Regions from separate parts of the Mus musculus genome. Here all the other regions are linked to region 3. A link is a contact called in public HiChIP or PLAC-seq data. All regions are on one chromosome and are shown on one strand. Each heading gives the region's core, a stretch centred on a gene start, on an enhancer-like site or on the middle of the called end of the contact. The rest is flanking DNA. Distances are from core to core; before and after follow the strand shown. Region 1 overlaps Abcd3 (ATP-binding cassette, sub-family D (ALD), member 3). Region 2 has its middle 24 kb from the start of F3. Region 3 holds the start of Alg14 (asparagine-linked glycosylation 14).

Region 1 (3,471 bases), core at 757-3,256, 490 kb before region 3:
GGAGTTACAATGTATAGAAGACAGAAGTATAGTTTACAGCAAGGCGAGCTGATAGCTTGTGTACGGATTGCCCTTGAGACACCTGTAGATGCTGGGGTGAGGGTGCACGCTACATACTTGGCAGTGATACATTGTATCCAAAACTGATGAGACTGGAAGTGTAAGTTTAGGATGAGACGAGCTAAGGAAGGAACCTAGAGGACTGCTAACATTCAAAGAGTGTAAAATAGCTCTGAGAGTTGTTGTGGACTAGAGAGAGAACACTAAGTTGGGTTCCAGTGGAAGAGTGTTAGGTAACAGAAGGTAAAGTCCACTAGAAGTTAGGTGGTCAGTTGTTGGGGACAGAGCTATAGGAGTTGGGGGATGACAGTAGAAGAAGTGTAGAGACTAGCATGTGATCTTCCAGGAAGAAAGAAAAAGAGAGAGGAACAAGCAAAGCTCAGCCTCTCTGGGTTCAGTTACTTACAGACCTGCACGTAGATTTTATTACTGTGCCTTTGAGTACTGTGCATCATTCTCCTTCATTCATCGCAGGGCCCGGCAAGCATGATGGCCTACTTGCTTGTTTCTGGGCTATTCCTAACTCGACTCAGAAGACCCATTGGTAAGATGACAATTATGGAGCAGAAGTACGAAGGAGAATACAGATACGTGAATTCACGGCTTATCACTAATAGGTAAGGAGAAACATTTTAGAATAATAATGAAATTTTATTTTTGTGGATATTGATGTCATTTATAGTGACTTGAGATTCTAGCAATATAGGTACTAAATAGTGTGGACTTTTACTTGTTTTGGAAATAAGCATTATGAAGAATGTTAGTTTTATAAAGTAGAAATCCTGCATGCTTCAAGTCCTCTTTATTGGCTGTGTAGTTTCCTTGATTTACCTCTTCATGCTTTTTATTGACTGATTTTCTGTGAATTTTATTTTAAAATTTAGTCTTGATAGTATTCACATTTTTGTATGTATTCAGTGAAACTTCTGCCTTAAGTTATCCACAGACATTTTAGGTTGTGACTGTTTTGCAGTGTTCAGTAATTCTGTCTTTCCAGACAGTTGTTGTGTGGGGAGAAGGAGTTCTGGGCACTGAGCCTTAGGACCTCTCGAATGCAGGCCAGAACTGCGTTCTGGACAGTTTTGAGATCTGAAATAGGAAGAAAGAAATGCAGCCGTTGAAGCCATCCGTTTTCGTTTCTGTGTCTACCTATGCATTATAAACTGATTTTAGCAACTTATCCGTAGCTGCTTTTCTTGTAGATGGACAATGAATTGTTACGATGATGAACTCTGTGCATGCCCTGGCTCAGGTTTTCATCAGTAGCTAAGGTGCTCTGTAAAGTTTCTGTGCCTAACTGCCAACTTTAAGTCAATTTTGAGGGTCCTAGTACTTACTGTAGCACTGTGTAGGCTGCTCTGTAGGAAGCCACGGAATTACTTAGGGGGTCATTCTTTTCATAGTTCACCTTTCCTTCCTTATATTGATTTTTTTATGTAGAGTTTCATGCTCTAGGGAGGCAGGGGCATAGTGGCTGTAATTAGGGAAAAGGTGTTTGTGGTATGCTTTTACTAGAAAACGGCACGTTCCCATAGTGGAGGCATTGGCTGTGTCATGTAAGGACCCTTAGGACAGTGCAGATGGCACAGCAGGATTGGAGCTGTGGCTCCTGCTGGTATTCTCTTGGCTCTACCCTGTAACCATCTCTTTCCTCTGGTTAACTCTTGAGATCACAGAATGGCAGCAACCTTCACCACCAAAAACAAAAAGAAGAAACTGCTTCTTGCTGTTTCTTTAAGAGACCCTCCCCTCTTCCCTCTTCTCTTTTTCCACCATCCTACTCTTTCCTGGGTCTTACTCTTTCTTTCTTTGTCTTATTATGTAACCCAGGCTGGCTTTGAACTTGCGATTCTCCTGCCTTAGTGTACTGAGGTTTTATGTATGCACTTTGATTATATTTCGGGTGCACCCGGCACAATGGTGCCCATGTGGAGGGCTCAGCTCTCTCCTGCCACCTTGTGGAGTTCTGGGATGGAACTGGGTTTGTCAGGCCTGCATTGCAGTGCTGCCTAGCCCTTTCACAAGCGCCCACATACATCCTTAATGTGTCTAAGCTGTGGTGTCTAGGCTTCTATATAGATACTTTACACACTTTCTGGTGTTTTAAGAAGTACGTTGTGGGGGCTAGACAGATGGCCCTGCAGTTCAGAGCATCTGGATCCAATTCCTTAGTAACCACATGATGGCTCACGGCCATCTGTAACTCTGTAAGTACGTTGCTTGGGCAGTTTTCATCTTACTTACAGGACAGAGAGACTATAAACTTTAGGTTAGACAGGAGCGATAATTTTAGATTCTGAACTTTGCTTGTTATGTGAATTTAAAGAATTTACATAAATTACATTTGAGCTTTCTTCATCTGTATGGCACTGTTTTCCCACTGATGATCTTTGTGGCCCTGAGGGCCCATTCCTGCTCTCGGGGGACATCGTTGTGAGGACTACTGTGGTGCTGGGATAAGAACAGCTTTGGTGCGTTTAGACCTGGTGGCATGGCAGCACTGTCACAAGCTGTGGGGCAAAGCATCATTTCTTGTATTTTTCTGTTATTTTCTCCCTCTTTATCTGGTTTAGGTCTGTAATTTAACTCATGCTCTATAATGTCTGTCTCAGCCTAATCTTTCTTTCTATATAATCTGCCTTATTTACAGTTTGTGAATATTTGTTCACTGTGTCTTTAACAGCCAGGTTATATACAGGTAGGTTGTAGTCCAGTTTGTGATACACTCAGTTGTGTACTCTTGCCCTCCTCTAAACTTAGCTAGGAACTTGATCACACTCCCTGGCTTGGCCTGTGCCAGATACTCTCTTAGTAACAAGATGTTCATTTATCATTCTCTTGGTTTTTTTATTATTGAGGAGGGCCTGCTACTGAGTGGTTTTGGTGGTCAGAGGACAGATTCGTGGAGTTAGTTTTTCCTCCCAGTCTACTGTAGGCTTAGACAAGTGACCTCAGGTTGGCAGGCTTGCATCTTACCCCTGAGCCATTACACTGGCCCAAGATGCCCACTCATATGCACAGGTTCACTCATTGAATACTGTGTTTCACTTACATGTCAGGGTGAGACAGCATTGACATTAATTGCTAAATTATTTTCTCTAATAGTGAAGAAATTGCCTTTTACAATGGGAATAAACGGGAGAAGCAGACAATCCACTCAGTCTTCCGAAAACTGGTAAGATAAACACTGGACGGGCGGCCACGCGGGTTTCTCTGCCTTTACATGTGGATGAATAATGCTAAAGATATATTTTAAATAGCAAATCTTTATACTGTGTTTTAAACTAAAAATGAGTTTAAAAACTATTACATTAGCATTAAATTCTCCACTTATAAAATAGATTTATTTACTAAAATATCTTGTTCATTTTTGTAGTGTTTGCTATAGAACTCTCGTTGGGTTTTTGATTT
Region 2 (3,869 bases), core at 93-2,592, 410 kb before region 3:
GTCTGATAGCCTCTTCTGTCCCCCAAAGCACTTTATGCGCACAGTACACAGACATGCATGCAAGCAAAACACCCATGCATGTCACATAAAAATACAAGAAGTATAGAAGGGGGAGGAAGAGGAGGAGGAGGAAGAGGAGGAAGAAGAAGAGAAGAGAAAGAGAAGCAGCTCTTTTGAATTCTGACTAGCAGGACAAAATAAAACTCTATAGACTTTGATTTTTGCACAGCTGTCTACTAGTATTAGAACCAAGAAAAGCCGGCCAGCGAGATGTCACAGTGTGCCAAACCTGATGACCCGAGTTTTATCTTGAGGACCCCCATAGTCGGAGAGAACTGATTCCTGCAAGATCTCCTCTGACTTTCACACATTCTTCAGTGCTACGTATATCCCTCCAATAAATGTAATTTAAAACGTTATAAAGGAGAAATGTCTCAGCAAATAACCCTGAGTGTTCAGTGGCAGTTCCAGCTAATGGGGCATCAGTCACGGATGGAAGTAAGTCTGTTTCTGTATGGAAGCTGGCAGGAGTGTCTGTGCCATGCTTGCTGGAGGGCAGCAAGCCCAGGGCCAGAGCCACTGACCCAGACATCTCTACCTGGGGCGTTCCCTCTATCTTCCATGAATAGCCGAATGCTTTATGGCTCATTTAGGGTTCTTTCTGTATAGAATTCACTGGAAGTTGATTCCCTCTTTTGTTTCATTTTTAGAAAAATTCTCTTACGGAAAACCCGCCTTGTGAGTCAATTTTAAGACAAGCGGGCAGATCTGACTGGCTGTTTCATTCCACCTGGAAAAGCATTTGAGGCTGCTCTCTGTGGAAACTGTATTCTCTTAAAACCTCAAGGGCTCACTTCTTCCCCTCTTTTTATGGAAAAACCACCATCTGTGGAGGCCCCGTTGTGATGTACTTTCAACCTGCAAAAGCCGCTGGGATCCAGACAGTGGAATGCTTTAAGAGAGCAAAATGGACCACATGGCAAGGGGTGCATTTCAGAAATTCCTACCACACAGGTCACTGTGGGTACCATCATGATCAGGGATGCTATGGTTCATCCTTCATGTCCAGTGCCAAGAGGCTCAGGAGCCTAGTTCCTGTTGCTGTGGTCTGCTACTTAAAAAGAAAAAGATCGCATGCTCTCCCTGCCAAGCATGAAACAGAAGCCCAGTTGTGTGGCTCCTGTTTTTGTACCGGAATAATCTACTTCATGAAAAGAGTGAGCAGGAGCCCAGAAATGCAGTTCCCATCCCCCACTCAACTTCACATCTGACTGTTCTCCTTTCATGCTATAGATGGTTCCCTGCAGAGGCGTGTCCCCAGTTTACCTCGAGTAGACCCCCTCTTTGAGTAAGGCATCCAAACTATCCTAGGAACAGGAGTTCTGATTGGCAAGATGGCATTCTTCCCTAGCGAGAAGGGGAGCTTGTTGTTCGCACTGATGAATTAATACTGTTGCTAAGCAACCATTTCTTACAGCAGCCCAGCTCCAGCAAGATGATAAAGAGCGAGGCCACTGATTTCCCAGACTCTGTTCATTACCCAGCTCACGGCTTTGTCTGAACAGATGTCGATATATAAAAGTGTCCCCAGATATACCATCGTGGTAATGGTGTATTTCAGGACAAAATGAAGAAAATAACAATGGCCTTAAAGCAGGCTGAGTTCACTTCTTGTAGCTCTAGTAAGTTGTTCAAGAGGGCAAATGGGTGGGAGGGGGGGCACATCCTATAAAGCATAGTTTCATTCCATTGAAGTTGTGTGACAATCCTGGACAGTAGGTTAGCATCATTACAGATATCAGACACAAAACTCAGAGAGGGGAGGTAGTGACTGGGTCAAAATCAGACAGAAAGTAAGTAGCTTGGTCAAGTCTAGGATCCTGGCACGGCGTGGTGTAAATCATCCAACCTCCCTTCCCACTGTGGAAGCTGACAGATTTCTGCCCTATAAAGGAAGTGAGCTGACCAGCTACATAGACAACAGCGTCTACGACTAACTAAATATTTGCTAATTTAAAAATCCAACTGAATTGCTCACCAGGTAATCATGACTTGATTTTTTTCCTGGACAAAGTAGCTTAATATGAATGGTATGCTCTTGTAGTGCTTACGGATATGCTGAGCCTGCCTGGCCCGACACAGAAAGGATGGAGAAAGAATGAAGTCATATCTTCCTAGGAGTTTGAGAAAACTACATGCTCTTGACTCCTCTAACCCCCCCCCCCCGAACCTCCAGGTCCATCAGACAGTGGTCCACAGGCCCCGTAGGTACCTCCTTTGCTGCCTAGAAACTACTTCCCATCCTCAAAGATGCTGCCAGCAGTGTTTCTTTGCAGTTATCCACTGTTCCCCTCTCAGAGCACCCCTTATGGTGTGGAGCAGCCCACTCAGATCTTCATTTATTGGTAGAAGCTCTGGGGGTAGAGAGTCGTTAGGGAGAAACTTCTTAAGGTGTTGGGAGGTAGTTTCCTGAGTGCAGCCATCTCAGGGACAAGTTCCACCTTGTTGACAGGATCAAAGCTGAGTCCATGTTCCCAGACCCTGGAACCCAACTCCTACCCTGCTTGTTCTGTTATCCCTAACTAAGGCAAGCAAGCCATATATGTGCTGCCTGTCTAGACTTAATTGACCACAGGCAGCTTGCCCACTCCTTTGTCCCTTTATCATTCTAAATTCCAGGTCAGAGTCCAGGAGGGGACCTGACTGCAAAGCTGACTCAAGGACCCTAAAACTGGTCTGGTCACTCATGTTAACTTCCTTGTTTAACACCTTATGTCAAAATATGGTTGGTCAATGCAACAGCCTCCTTTGATTCCCCCTTGCTTTGTGTTCCAATCCTATGAAAATGTTGTGCCATTTCCCTTTGGGGACACAGTTCAGACCCCAAACTGCTTCTGAGTGCTCAGAAAACAAAGCTTTCCTTTGTAAGCTTCCATCTCTGAAGTGAGTTTTCTCGACTTCCACCCTGAACCCAACAAAGAATTGCACCAGCTGCCCAAGTCATCTCCAGCGACCTCAACACAATCAATAGTTGATCCACACAGAGTGTAAAGCCTGTCTTGACCCAAATTGGGACAACTTTGCAGGACCAGAGCTTCCCTTTAAGGTCCCTAAGGCCATTGTTTGGCCTGTGTTTTCACAAGTTAGCGTCTCTGCCTGTCCTGCTTCCACAGAAGTTCATCTCAAGGACAGCCTGGATGCTCACCAACTCTTCCTCAGCATCTGCTGTGTAAGGAGCCCGAAGTGCTGCTCTGCCCCCTCCCCCGCCTTCTTTGTACCTGCCTTGCCTTTTAGAATGTGGGCTCTATCAGGAAAAAAGTATCTTAGTTGTTAAGCAACCTGAGCTTGACATACCATAAGCCAATCACCATCTTATCTCTAAGCTAGGCTATTACCAGAATGGTGCATAGCTGCATTTCCAGGAGAATATGTCTTCCTATTATCCCTCTCCAGCAACTTCCGTTACTCGGCCAAGAGTAGCATGGACTCCCTCATCCTCCCTGAAAAATCTGTTCCTGCATGACCAAATTCAAGCTTTGTGGTTGGTCCTCAGGAACCACTGAAGTACTGAGAAGCCCAGGCCTTGTGCCAACAGCAGTGCCAATGGTAATGACCCCAGAATATGAGGATCCCCGAATGCTGACGCTCCTTCCAAACCCAGCTTACTTTTCTGTTAGCTTGTTTCTGGTTTAACCTAATTTTAAAAATTCTGTTTCAGGTGTGATGAATGTGTCACTTGCACACCTAGCCAGGTGAGCCCCCTGACATCACCTGTCAGCAGCCATATTGCTTTCTTAGATGGAAGAAATTTCACTGAGACGTTGGGCAGAGAGATAACAAGCTGAGGAAGTTGGGAGGCCCAGAATTCA
Region 3 (3,865 bases), core at 895-3,394:
ACTCCCACGGGGCCTGGCCATATCAACAATACACATTCACTCAGGACCCCACTCAATCCCCACAGGGTTCCTAGAACTGGAGTTATAGATGGCTGTGAGCCACCATATGGGTGCTGGGACCCAAACCCTGGTCCTGCACAAGAACAAAGACCTTAACTGCTGAGCCATCTCTCCACCCTTCCAATCACTTCTTACCACCTCATCTTGCTTCACGCCACTGTCATATAAATTATAAATACAGCTTTATATAGATCATATCCCCACTTCCTCTCCCTATACATCTTGAGGTAATTTTCATGTGATAATATTTTACTTGTGTTCAAAAGTCCCCAGTAGCTTTGCATCTCACTTGAAATAACTTGTATTTCTTACGCAGTTAATATGAGATTTCTGTCCTTCTCTGTGTGGCAGCTACTCCTTCTGTCTCATCTTCTGTTTGTGTCCTATTTCCTTCACTGCTGCGCCTCTGTCCTTTCCCTAGTGTTTGTCACGTAGGCATCACACTGTGCCTTGTGATGCTTGTTTTGTTTGTTTTTCTATTTTCAGTTTTGTTTTGTTCCAGAGCTCAGTGTAGTGTCTGGCCATTCCCATGACTCAAAATATGTTAAGTAAATAAGTAAGGAATTATAATTGCATGTTAAGTTTGGTACATTTGCATACATCATAAATATCATTAGTGTGTGTGTAGTCACTCATCACATAATGATGTTTTAGTCAATGACAGGATATTGGTCACATGACATTAAAAAGGAACAGAAAATTCCTTATTGTCTAGTGACACAGCAACCATAACACAGTAGCCCAAGGTAATCTATGAACAAATTCACTGTGCTGCCTGCAATATAAAAAAGTACAATATAGGGGCTGGTGAGATGGCTCAGCGGTTAAGAGCACTGACTGCTCTTCCAAAGGTCCTGAGTTCAAATCCCAGCAACCACATGGTGGCTCACAACCATCCGTAACGAGATCTGACGTCCTCTTCTGGTGTGTCTGAAGACAACTACAGTGTACTTACATATAATAAACAAGTCTTTAAAAAAAGTACAATATATACTACTATATACAGTTCATAACATTTGATAACAATAATACACAACTACATTACTAGTTTGTGTATTTTTATTAGTGTGTATTTTTTTTAAAGCTACTGTAAAACTGTATGGTCTCCTGCAGAGGCTGCCTTAAACACCTCGAATTTACTGTGTGTCTTGACTGCATCATTTTCTGTTAGGCAATGGTTTTGTTTTACTGTCCCTGGAGCAATAGGTTATAACATATGTATTCCAGACAGCATTGATATAGGTTTGGGTATCACCTTGGTTGTTTAAAGTTGAGTCGTGTTTAACTATACACTCGTCAAAACTGTTCATCTAAAATTTTAAGTTTTAAAATGTTCAGAGCTGACTGGACAGTTTATTACTCATATCCTGTCACTCTGGAGGTATCGTCGTATGGAGTGTCCACGTTTTTATCCTCAGGGACTTTGCGCATTCATAAGTGCGACAACTCTACTTCGTTTACCATGTAATGTTCACATTTCTTAAACTAAGTACAAAGACCTAGAATTAATAACGCACAGCAGCAAAGAGGGCAACAATATGTCAGCATCAAAAGGCTTCGGCGTACTCCGTCGCTAATTATTTGTTAGAAAGCAGTACACTACAGAGAGGCTTAATTACAGACAAGTGTAAATGACCTGTCTTAATGACAGGCGGCTGGGTGGCGTCAGCTAACCAGCATTTTTTCCTGCCTGGGGTGGCCGGTTCCGGGAACGCAAAGAAACTACAAATCTCAGCATGCAGCGCTCCTAAAGGCGCTAAGAAGGGCGAAGAGAGTCGCGATGCATTCTGGGGTTTGTAGTGCCTAACTCAAGACCGTCGGCCTCCGCCCGGATACTTACCGGATCCAGCCACGATCAAGAGTCTGAGAGACTCTCGGGGAGTGACGTGATGGGGCCCAAGCACGGTCCATAGTCGCTGGAATAGCAAGATCACTAGCCCTGCGGCTGTAGCAGCTAGAATCAGAATGCTCAGCATTCAAAGGATGGCGCATGCGTGTAGACCTGGCGCCAGCGGTTAAAGTTTGCAAGCACCGCGCTTAAGAGCAAACAGGGAGCAAAGCGCCTCTCTGTGGGCGGGGATGGTCTGCACTGGGCGGAGCTTGCCAAGTTGGGCGGTCAAAGTTCAGAAGTGTGGCTCTGATTGGAAAACGCAGAACGACGCGTCTCTTGCGTCTCAGTGAGCCGGGTTTGTCCGTGATGGGTGGGGCTAAGGGCAGTTTGCCCAGGAAGCGCTACAAGGAACAGTAATGGTTTTGTTACCCGAGTTTGTGCTGCAGTTGTGTAGTTGGAAAGTTAAGTGCTGGAGAAGTTTGATTTCTGCCAGTGGCGAGGTCAAACTACATGTATGGTAGAAGGACCACGAAGCCCCGGGTTAGTAGCTGCTCCTGTCCTGCCAGGTTTTGCCTGAGGCTCCTGGCATACATCACTACTTCCTTTCTTCCTTACGGGTTCCAAGACAAACCGAACTAGAAAATTTTTGCCAGTCAGAGGCATACTCTTAGGGGGAAAACATTCAAATCCGCCCTTTCCTGACATTTATGTTTTCTAGACAGTTTCACAGATCTCAAACTATAACCAGAATCCGGATCACTTCAAGCTATGTCATATTCCTGGGAGGATTGGAAACCCCTTGGCTTCAGGTAGCAAGGGAGGAAGACATAGCCCTGCAGTTAAGTTTATCACAAAGCATTTCTGGCTTATTCCTCCCGCGGTCCTCTGAAATGATAGACTTCCACTGCCCACTCTAATCCCAGTTGTGCGTGCGTTTGTGAACTTAGCCTAAATTACAGCAAAATAAAACCTCTTGACAACAAACATTCCTTCAGACCCTTATGGGGTTACAGATTGAATAGGTCAGGCATGCAGACAGGTCGAGAAAGGTGCTACAAATTGGCCTAAATGCAATAATGTCATGTCTAGAATTAGAAACCAGAAATCCTAACTCCTGCTGCCTAAGAATGCTACACCATATGGTCCGTTGTTAAATTCAGTTTGGATTGACGATCACATTTACCTGGAGCCTAGAATGCTTTTGGGAGCGATACTGAGTCAGAAGTTCCAGGAAGGCGCCCTGAGATCTCCTTATAAAGCTAGGTGTGTTGGTTCCCGAGTCAGCAAACTGCTTGGGAGATTTCCTGACTGTATCTCTATCTTGTTGATATTATAGCACGGTGCCTGTGGGCTCTTTCATCACTCCTTCTTAACCTCATTCTTTACAGTCAGGTTCTATGTAAATGTTACTCTTTGAATTACAATAGGGAAATAGATTACACAAAAGTTAATTTGCCTGAGGTTATTTATGTGATGAAAATCAATAAGAATGCCAGACTTTTAGACAGATATCATTTGTGGCTCAAGGGCTGGGGGGGTGGGGGTGGGGGCGGGGAGACAGCACAAAGGTTAAGAGCACTGGTTGCTTTTCCAGAGGTCCCAGGTTCCAGGCCGAGAACCCACATGGTGGCTCACAACTTTCTGCCACTCTGGTTCTAGGGGATCAGATGCCTTCCTCCCAACCTCTGCAGGCACACACATGGTGCCCAGAGATAATCCAGGCAAAACACATACACACATAGAAACAACAACAACAAATCATTGAAAACGAAAATAAGGCAGAGAAGCAATTGAGAAAGACAATGTTGACCTCTGACCTCCTCACACACACACATGTACACACACACACACACATTAACATACACAGGAAGAAGGAGTGGCTCAAGAATGTTACAAAGTGTCATGCCGTTTTCTTTCAGAACCTTCTCTGCTGTTCTCCAAAGTGGCTTCAACCTACGAGTCGCTTCATATTTA

The links. HiChIP or PLAC-seq counts read pairs in DNA pulled down with a chosen protein or histone mark.
Region 1: an H3K27ac HiChIP or PLAC-seq map of epiblast stem cells shows a contact between it and region 3, with 7 times the contacts expected there. The contact joins the enhancer-like site here to the promoter of Alg14 in region 3. A contact is called at or near these places in 11 of 39 promoter capture datasets (the C10 cell line, the SN4741 cell line, cranial neural crest and 7 more), 5 of 15 datasets of contacts at CTCF or cohesin (the NIH/3T3 cell line, embryonic stem cells, large pre-B cells and 1 more), 66 of 484 Hi-C or Micro-C datasets (B cells, the C10 cell line, the C2C12 cell line and 41 more), 16 of 115 datasets of contacts at active chromatin or transcription factors (astrocytes, bone marrow-derived dendritic cells, cardiomyocytes and 11 more) and 3 of 9 other capture datasets (embryonic stem cells, liver and macrophages).
Region 2: an H3K4me3 HiChIP or PLAC-seq map of craniofacial prominence shows a contact between it and region 3, with 4 times the contacts expected there. The contact joins the enhancer-like site here to the promoter of Alg14 in region 3. A contact is called at or near these places in 2 of 39 promoter capture datasets (cranial neural crest and frontonasal cranial neural crest), 1 of 15 datasets of contacts at CTCF or cohesin (large pre-B cells), 6 of 484 Hi-C or Micro-C datasets (the CH12 cell line, the HPC-7 cell line, embryonic fibroblasts and 3 more) and 4 of 115 datasets of contacts at active chromatin or transcription factors (craniofacial prominence, embryonic stem cells, pancreatic cancer cells and 1 more).

The regions. Positions count from the first base shown.
Region 1 is chr3:121,776,761-121,780,231 of GRCm38.p6, reverse strand. Abcd3 (ATP-binding cassette, sub-family D (ALD), member 3) reads left to right here. Exons shown (of 23, transcript NM_008991.3): 9 at 535-677; 10 at 3,166-3,235. Among named protein-coding and RNA genes, the nearest start is that of Abcd3, 37 kb to the left of the region's middle. Within about 2 kb of position 2,006, at least 14 of the 459 cell types and tissues checked have an H3K27ac peak or open chromatin away from gene starts, as enhancers often do. A contact at or near this core is called in epiblast stem cells, neural tube, palatal mesenchyme and 1 more, where this site is marked.
Region 2 is chr3:121,698,049-121,701,917 of GRCm38.p6, reverse strand. No RefSeq gene overlaps it. Among named protein-coding and RNA genes, the nearest start is that of F3, 24 kb to the left of the region's middle. Within about 2 kb of position 1,342, at least 90 of the 459 cell types and tissues checked have an H3K27ac peak or open chromatin away from gene starts, as enhancers often do. A contact at or near this core is called in craniofacial prominence and pancreatic cancer cells, where this site is marked.
Region 3 is chr3:121,290,019-121,293,883 of GRCm38.p6, reverse strand. It overlaps Alg14 (asparagine-linked glycosylation 14), which reads right to left and starts at 2,144. Exons shown (of 4, transcript NM_024178.3): 1 at 1,901-2,144. The coding sequence starts at 2,036.